Regions from separate parts of the Mus musculus genome. Here all the other regions are linked to region 3. The links are chromatin contacts, called in public promoter capture Hi-C maps. All regions are on one chromosome and are shown on one strand. Each heading gives the region's core, a stretch centred on a gene start, on an enhancer-like site or on the middle of the called end of the contact. The rest is flanking DNA. Distances are from core to core; before and after follow the strand shown.

Region 1 (2,881 bases), core at 231-2,730, 230 kb before region 3:
TCTCTGCTGCCTCTTAGCAACATGGGCAAGGTACAGAACTTCCGTTGCTGGTTTGTATGCACACCAGGCTCCTGCCTATGTCCTTCTGCCATAGCCTTGTCCTTTCAAGACCATGCTGGACAGCAGCTGCTGACTTATTTAGCCAACTAGAGGTATACACTCGAATTCAACTGCTGTTTGTTTAGGGCGGACCTGGATACTTACTGAATGAATAAGCAGGGTTTGTTCTTGCTTCCTGACAATTATAATCACTAGCCTCAAGGAGAAGGGATGATCAACCCAAGTGCCTATTATGTACAAAGTATCACTGATGAACCATCAAGTAAATAGAAGATTAAAACACAAGTTCAAAGTATTGGGGAGAGTTGGCCCAGTAGTCAAGAGCACTTATTCTTGCAAAGGACCCAGGTTCAATTCCCAGTACCCACATGGAAGCAAAACACCTCCTTTAGCATTGGGCATGGATGTGGTATAAAATACTCAAATAATAATAATAATAATAATAATAATAAAAACATCTTTTAAAACCACAAGGTCAGTGATTGCTAAGTGGCCATGATCTATTGAGCAAGTCAGGATACATGTATAAAAAGATATACCTTGAATTGTAACAATACTGAAGTGTGTGTGTGGGGGGGGTCAGTTCAGTCAAATTTATACAACCAAGAGAAATGAAATTTTCAGTAAGGAAAGATTACTGTGGGCTGGAGAGGCTAAAGAAGGCTTTTTTTCTGGGGCTGGAGAGATGGCTCAGCAGTTAAGAACACTGACTGTTCTTCCAGAGGTCCTGAGTTCAATTCTCAGCACCCACATGGTGGCTCACAACCATCTGTAATGGGATGCAATGCCCTCTTCTGGTGTGTCTGGAGACAGCTACAGTGTACTCATACACATAAGATAAATAAATAAATCTTAAAAAAAAGAAAAAAAAAAGAATAGATGGCCTTTCCCCATCGCACCCCAGCCAGGCCCAAAACAGGCACACATTCTGTGCCACAAGGTGCAAACTCAGCATAATTGTCTTTCAATTTATATTTTCTTCAACTTGATATAAAGGTCGTTTATAGTGTTAAACTTGGGAAAAGTTTATTGAATGCTTAAGAATACGTCCCTTGAACAATCCCTCCCTTCCTACATACGCATGTCCTTGCGTTTGGCCATGTGAGGTCCAGTCCATGGTGACTTCTAAAAGAAGGTAGGGAAACCTGAGCTTACTGGTGTGGACGAAAGCAGGTAGCAAGGAGACAACTAACGCTGCAGACGTCTCTGCCCACGCATCATGTCTTCAGGAAGGCTGCACTTAGTCGGAAAGCTGGGGACACTGTATGTGCGTGCTTCTGCATAATTTAATCCCAACCCTCCTGTGACCTGTAACTATCATCCTTACCCTTTCTATAAACACTGACACCCAGGGCGGGCACAGGGCAGAGAGCAGCCCGTGACTGAAATCAGACACATCTGATTCTAAGCACAGCTCTTCCCACGATGTGACTCATTGGGAGGAGAGTAAACAATGGCTGGCTACTCCCTAACATTCCAGTGCAGTCCACAGCAGCCCAGCTATTGAACCAACCCTGCCAAAACCCCACAGCCAGCCGGGACTACAAACTGGTGTTGCCTCTGACTCTGCAATTCATACCTACTGAAATGATCTCTCAACAGATCAGTCTACTAAAGTGTCTTTATTTTATTTTATTTTATTTTATTTTATTTTTTAAGACAGGGTCTCACTATGTAGCTCTGGCTCTCTGGAACTCACTACGTAGGCCAGACTGGCCTCGAACTCAGAGAGCTGCCTGCCTCTGTCTTCTGAGGGCTGGGATTTAAGGTATGTGCTACCACACTGGCGATCTGTCATCTTGTGTGTTCACTGTAGTAAACTGCCTTCCTTGAGTCTTGTAACTCTCCTCTCAAACTGGAGAGAAGCGGCTTGGAGTGGAGGAAGTGGCTATTTTCTTCAGGATCCCTAAATTGCTCGACATGTCCCTGGAATACACAGTCAGTAAACAACTATTAATTAAGAGTTGCTGAGCAACGCTCCTTTGATTTCTATAAAAACCTCCTTTGTCTCAGGGATCCCTTCATTCATTTCCATGATTACACCGACAACTGACACTAGATTAAAATAAATGGCTACACATGCATTATAGTGCTTTTCTTGCAAATTAAAATAAGATGAAAACCCGCAGCCTTGTGAGGTCTTACAGAAGCCTGGCCCGGGGACACTCGGAGATAAATGGAGCTTCATTTCCACTTGGAGAATTTACATAGACACTCAAAGTGAGAAAGAAAACGCAATTCTTGACTACATACCAACACATAAAAGCAGCTCATCTCAACCCCAGATAAATAGCTACTGAGCAAGCGTGCCTCCCTAGAGTACCTCTGGCTCTTTCATATTCAGTTTCCTCTAAGCTGCCACTAAATGTGACGGTCACAGAATGTTTTTAGACACTGGGGTTTCTATTATGACCATTTAAAATAAAAACAAAAACAAAACTCTGGTGTGTTTTTAAAATGTCACCCTCAGTCTCTGCATACCACCTGCAACTTTACGGGACCCCAGTGGGAGGGGTGGCTGGGGAGGAATCAGGATGGTGTGTGAAGGCAGAGATGACAAGTGTGGTAAGCTCAACCACTAACCTTGCCGCAGAAGCACCAAGGTTATGAGGAAAGCCCTGACTGGCAGCAGCGCAGGCAGGGTTGTCTGGAGAGGCGGCCACCACCAGGCGTTCCGCTCACTGTGTGAGGGAGCTGAGGAGATTCTCCTGCTGGATCACGCAAGGGCAGCTGCATGCCTAGCAGCTACAACAGTGGTTCTCAACCTGGGGGTCGCGATCCCTCTGACAAAACCCTCTATTATCCAAGATTACAGTTATGG
Region 2 (2,869 bases), core at 167-2,666, 150 kb before region 3:
ATGAAAAAGTACAATCTTCTCACAAGAAGGAAGCTCAGGTCCATCACTACCACTAATAATAGCAATACTATCTTGTATTCTCAGCGCCTCGGTTCTTTTCATAGTGCGTTCCCACAATTTTATGCTACCACAGGTCTAGGGCTATCCTCTCTGCAAAGCTCTAGTCCTTTCCTCTTAGGAGACAGGGAAACAGAACAAGACAGATCATGATGCACGGGCTGAAGGCAGCACCTTCTCTATTGGGCCAGCTGCAGTGAGCCTTCTCATCACACTACACAAGTTCACCTTATGAAATTAAACCTACACTTGTTCTCTCAAGAGTTGGCCAGAGACCAACACATATGGGCCTCGAAAGTCCAAAGGAAGGGAACCTGCTGACCTGTTAGGTCAAGAACTCCATGCCAAGCTCAGGTACCATACCGCCAACACTACACATACACACGCCCCTGGGCTACTGACAGAATTCCTTCTTTGCCAAGCAATGAAACCCGGCAAGAACTGATTAATGGAATCACTAAATCTCTCCCTCTGTGAACAACTTGCCATGCCGCCTCTCTTGTGCCTGCTGCCCTTCCTTTGGGCACGCGTGCACAACCCTCGGAAGGGACCACCGGGATCTTTAAGAACCCGAGGGGATGGTGTTTGCCTCCTGAAGCAATGCAGCATCCACCTCGAGGAAGCAGAACACGCACAGGCAGGGGACCTGATCAGAGAAGGATAAAGTTTGATTTTCCTCCCTGCGTGTTCCTAGGGGGCCGGGAGAGGGCGAGGCAGCAGCCTCCTGGGGTCCCGGGGTGCTCTCCGGGGACAGTTCCCAGCAGCATGGCACTGCCACTCTCCTGACACACCGGCAACCGCGGCAACTCCGGACGCTCCAACCCGCCCAGAGGAGGTGAGAAGGGGACAACTTGCACCGGGCTCAGTTCGGGAGCATTGGAGCAAAGCTGTCAGAAACGACGGAAGGAGGGACCGAGCCCGGAGGCGGGTCAGGGAGAGGTTCAAGTCCCGTGCCTTCCCCGCCCTGGCGTCCCCAGTCCTGCGGGAACATCCCTGCTGTCGCCCCTCCTCCTCCTCTCCTGCCTCCCGCCCGCCCTGCCTTCTCCGCCGCCGCCGCAGGCGCTGAAGGACACGGCGGCTCGGTGGCCCGCCACCCCGGGGCGGCCGCGAGTTGAGGGAAGTCGCCGGGCGCCCCGGCCTGCCCGCGGCTCCCCACGCCGCCCCGCCCTCCCCGGAGCCGCGCTCGCTCACCGTCCGGTGCTGCTGGTGCGGCCGGTGGCGGCTGACGCCCAGCCCGGGAAAGCAGCCGGCAGTCAGCGCTCCGCAGCCGCCGGCGCCCCCGCCGCCGCCCCGGGAGCAGAGCAGCAGCAGGAGCGATCTACCTGCGGCGGCCGCCATCTCTCAACTGGAAACGGCGCTGGCCCAGGCAGCGCAGCGGACGGCAGGGGCGTGGCCAAGACCCGCCACTCAGCCTCACTAGGCCAATTGCAGTCCTGAGTCAAGCCTCTGAGGCGGGGCTTCCTGCAAAGTCCAATCAAAAGGCGGGAGAATCCCGGCTTCGGGCTGTCTGTCACTTCCAGAGTTACCTTACGGGCAAATTCTAGGGGACCGGTCTCTGGCGTTCGAGCCTCTGGGAATGGAGCAGTAAGGGATTGCCCGTTCGATTTGGCTAATCTTTACCAAGTGACTTGATAAGAGAGCTAGGGGAAATAGATACCTGTGCAGAGCTTGTTCCGAGTTGAGTTCTGAGTGTTCTAAGTTGTCTGCCTAAGCACCCAACTGGTCATTTTAAGGAGGTTGGCTACAACTCTCGACCGCATGTCTAAAGTTAGCATCCATAACAGATAGCATTTGGATGTGCCGAGACTAACCCTGAATTGTAAAGTTATCCAATGGCAGTGCTGTGTAGCATGGTATTAGGTAGAATGGTTGTAGCTTCAAACTCCCAGGATGAGTACCTGCCATTGGGCTGAATGAACAGAACGCTACACAATTGAAACATCTGATTCTTTTCCCCAGCACCCTTAGATCCGCATTCCTCTCTAAAAGCAACACTGTTCGTTACCATGTTTGACCTTGGTCTCCCTTTTAAAATAAACTACAAAAACAGAAGACGCCAGCAATGTAATAAAGCCATGTAAAGATGAACCAAGTTTCATAATTTTGCTAAGATAGCAAGTAGAACACAGTTGAGAATAACTTTTTTTTGCGGGGGGGTCGGGGATACGGGGGACTGTCATTATGTTGCCCAGCCTGACCGGCAATGCTCTATGTAGCCCAGGATGACCTCAAACTCACCTCCAACCTCACCATCCCCAGTGCTGGGGGTTATAGGTATGGACCATCACACCCAGCGTAGAATTACCCTTTTTGTTGTTGTTGTTGTTTTGTTGTAGTACTTCGGATTTTTGTTGAGATTAAGTCATACTACATCCTGAGGCTAGCCTTGAACTTATGATCGTCCTGCCTCAGCCTCCTGAGTGCTATGATCACAAGCATGAACCATCATGCCTGGCTTGGACTGACCTCACTCAACTTTCTCTTGAAAACACGACTTGCCACAGGACAAGGTTTCTCAACCGATGGGTCGCGACCCTTTGCGTCAAAAGTTTTTTTCACAAGAGTTTCCCAAGGCTATCCTAAAACACAGGTATTTACATTATGATTCAAAGCAGTGGTAAAATTACAGATATGAGATAGCAACAAAAACAGTGTTATGGTTTAAGGTCACCACAGTATGAGGAAATGTATTAAGGGGTCACAACATTAGGAGGGTTGAGAACCACTACACAAGAAACTAAGTTCCTAGCAATGGTTCGTTGAATGTGGTGTAACAAAGGAAACCTGCAGTTCCTCTACTTTCTTAGACTTC
Region 3 (2,814 bases), core at 159-2,658:
TCTCGCTTGCATGAGAGTGTTTCTTTGGTTATGCTGCCTTGGTTTGAATTCTTAAAACCTCTTTCTTTTTGCCCCCTCGGTGCACAGAATAAATATTTCCTTAAGTGCCTGTGGTTGGTCCAGAACTTACGGACTTTGTTTCAAGTGCAGCCCTCTGGTGGATCCTTTGCAGTTTTTGAAAGTACCTTCAATGAGGAATTCAGAGACCAGGAAACAGTGCGTCCAGCAGGCTGTTACTGGAACTAAGAACTGGCCTGCGTGACTCTTGAGTAAAGGAAGGGAGTGTACACTGGGAGCAAGAGCTGAGTCTGGAAGCGGCTTATTTCCATCAAACAGCTGAAACTCAGTAGCATCCGCTAACATAATGATAATGCAAAAGTCCGTTTCCGGATTACACTTCAGAATATTCTTTATCCTAAATACTCTTCTGTGTTCTAGATTAAGATTAAGACTCCAAAAGGAAAGTTTAAAATTAGTATTTCAGAAGCGTATATATGGCCTTGAGAACAGCTGCCTTCCCTCTGCTTCAAGATCACCAACAGTATGATTTTTTAATTTGATTGATTGATTGGCCAGTTGGAACCAGTTTTAGCTTTCTCTTTTCTTTGGTTGTTTTTTTTTTTTTTTTCCTTTATACCACCAAATAATAGTCTTAAGAGTGATGCCAGGTGTTCTAAAAGTGACACAGTTCTGAAGTTAGGCCATGTGTTCGATGGCAGGAAAAAACTGAAAACATCTTCAAATTTCAATGAACCCGGTGTTTACGTGAAGAACAAATGACCTCTTGTCTTGGAATCTTCATTAGCTTAAAAACTGTAAAGGATCCATGGATTTTGAATGGCCGTCCTAGAAGTGCTTAGGGGACGAGGGAACTGGGATAAATGTCGTCCGTTCTCCCTGCCTGTGTTCTGATTCAGTCGTATCTTTTCTGTTTCTTGCTGGGACCTGTGCCCCTGCTAGAAAATTGCCCAGGAACGAGAAAAATTTGCTGATGAAGGCAGCATCTTCTACAGCCTTGGAGAGTGTGGGCTCATCTCCTTCTCTGACTACATCTTCCTCACAACAGTCCTCTCCAGTGAGTATCATCTTCCCATCCTGTCTGTCTGTAAGGAGCACCAAGAAATGCAGAAACGGCTCAGCTGATTAGCTGGAAAACAGCCCCTAGCTTACAGTTAGCGGACTGTAAATCCTACAAGATTCCATTTGTTTTGTTTTGTTTTGTTTGTTTTTCTTCTGTAATTTGGGTGTAAACTCTCTTGAAAGGAAAAGAAAACCTAAGGTGTCAAGGTAGAATTTTTAAAGCTGACAGCCTGCTGATTTGCCCCTGCTGTCACTGGGCTCTGTGTTCGGTGAGGACCAGATGCACACGGTGACTGTCACAACTGTCACGGCGTGGTGCCGCTCTGCACATTCCATTTCCACGTGGCGTTTCCTCCCCTAAGGAAACCTGGCTCCGTTGTCCTGCCCATGTTGAGTGGTCACTTATTAATCTTGGAATGGTATTTCTAGAGACTCAAAGCTCAGTTTTCACTTATGGAGAACACAGGTAAGTTTTTAAATGTTAAACTATCTAGGATATGCAACTCTGGCTCTTTCTCTTAGTGTGAATTGTAATCATCAGAAAAACCAAACAAAATGTTCATAGCTCTCTGTGTAGTCTGTTAAAATGTAACTCAGGCCAGAGTTGTAGGCAACTGTAGGGCAGAGGTGGAGGATTGGCCTAGCACGGCACAGTCCTAGGTTCAGCCCCAACACTGCAAAAGAAAATACCCATAGTGGACCGGAGTTCCGACACAATGTTAACAAAGGGATTCCGAGTGCTCTTCCAGCTAGGAGAGAGACGGCCATCTCTCCCTCACCTCATCTCCTCACCTTATCTCCTCTCCTGCCACACAGCTGAGTTTCTTTAAAAGATAAAACCCTGAATCATGTGGTGGCTTTGAGACTGGGTCTCTTTATATAGCCTAGGCTGCCCTCAAACTTGGAATGCCCCTGTCTCAACCTGAAAGTATCCGCCATTCTACACCACTGTGCCCAGCGTATGGGTTTTAACAGACGGAAGACAATTCCTGCCGTGACCAACTACTTCAGCCTTACTCCTTCAGTGTAACTGCTAACAAGGGAGAGAAGACTTCTGCCTTGTCACAGGACCCTGTGGGTGCCACTGCAGGAAGAATGTATGTGGCAGCCCAGTGCTACAATGAAAATGCCCATTAACATAGTGACGACAACCCCAAAATAAGCATACCTTGGCATTGGTTTCTTTTCTTTTTCTTTCTTTCTTTCTTTTTTTTTTTTTCCTTCTTTTGAGACAGGGTTTCTCTGTGTGTCCTTGGCTATCATGGCACTCACTCTATAGACCAGGCTGGCCTCCAAGTCACAGAGATCTTCCTGCCTCTGCCTCCCTAGTACTGGGACTAAAGGAGTGTGCCTTGTCACACCCAGCCCACACCTTGACTCATTTTTAAAGAATACAAATCATTTTCTGGGTATGTCTATATACCTGAATATATGTGTGTGTGCCACTCATTGTGGCTGCTGAGAGCTCAACCCTGAACCTCTATAAAAGCAAATGCCCTAACCTCTGGGCTGTCTTTCCAGCCCCTCGTTGAGCTCACACGCACACACACATACACGCACACACACACACACACACACACACACACACACACACCCCACCCCACCCCCTACCCCCGCACACACCCATTTGGAAGTTTTCTCCTGCTCAGATTCCTTGTGATGCTCTTCAGATGAACTGGTGATGTAGACGTTTCCCACACTTCAGCCTGGAGCATGCCCTGTTGTTGCCTTCGT

The links. Promoter capture Hi-C pulls out the DNA fragments that hold promoters and counts their contacts. Capture Hi-C pulls out chosen DNA fragments and counts their contacts.
Region 1: a promoter capture Hi-C map of liver shows a contact between it and region 3. The contact joins two enhancer-like sites. A contact is called at or near these places in 1 of 484 Hi-C or Micro-C datasets (nephron progenitors) and 3 of 9 other capture datasets (adipose tissue, embryonic stem cells and liver).
Region 2: a contact with region 3 is called in a promoter capture Hi-C map of liver, with 2.4 times the contacts expected there. The contact joins the promoter of Mcu here to the enhancer-like site in region 3. A contact is called at or near these places in 5 of 39 promoter capture datasets (the 3T3-L1 cell line, 3T3-L1-derived adipocytes, hippocampal neurons and 2 more), 5 of 115 datasets of contacts at active chromatin or transcription factors (bone marrow-derived macrophages, double positive thymocytes, embryonic stem cells and 2 more) and 3 of 9 other capture datasets (adipose tissue, liver and pancreatic islet).

What each region holds. Positions count from the first base shown.
Region 1 is chr10:59,536,276-59,539,156 of GRCm38.p6, forward strand. All of the region lies in intron 1 of Mcu (mitochondrial calcium uniporter), which reads right to left. Among named protein-coding and RNA genes, the nearest start is that of Gm40671, 38 kb to the right of the region's middle. Within about 2 kb of position 1,481, at least 75 of the 459 cell types and tissues checked have an H3K27ac peak or open chromatin away from gene starts, as enhancers often do. A contact at or near this core is called in liver, where this site is marked.
Region 2 is chr10:59,615,276-59,618,144 of GRCm38.p6, forward strand. Mcu (mitochondrial calcium uniporter) reads right to left here and starts at 1,417. Exons shown (of 8, transcript NM_001033259.4): 1 at 1,249-1,417. The coding sequence starts at 1,395.
Region 3 is chr10:59,767,178-59,769,991 of GRCm38.p6, forward strand. Micu1 (mitochondrial calcium uptake 1) reads left to right here. Exons shown (of 12, transcript NM_144822.3): 6 at 961-1,075. Among named protein-coding and RNA genes, the nearest start is that of Gm17059, 32 kb to the right of the region's middle. Within about 2 kb of position 1,409, at least 8 of the 459 cell types and tissues checked have an H3K27ac peak or open chromatin away from gene starts, as enhancers often do. A contact at or near this core is called in liver, where this site is marked.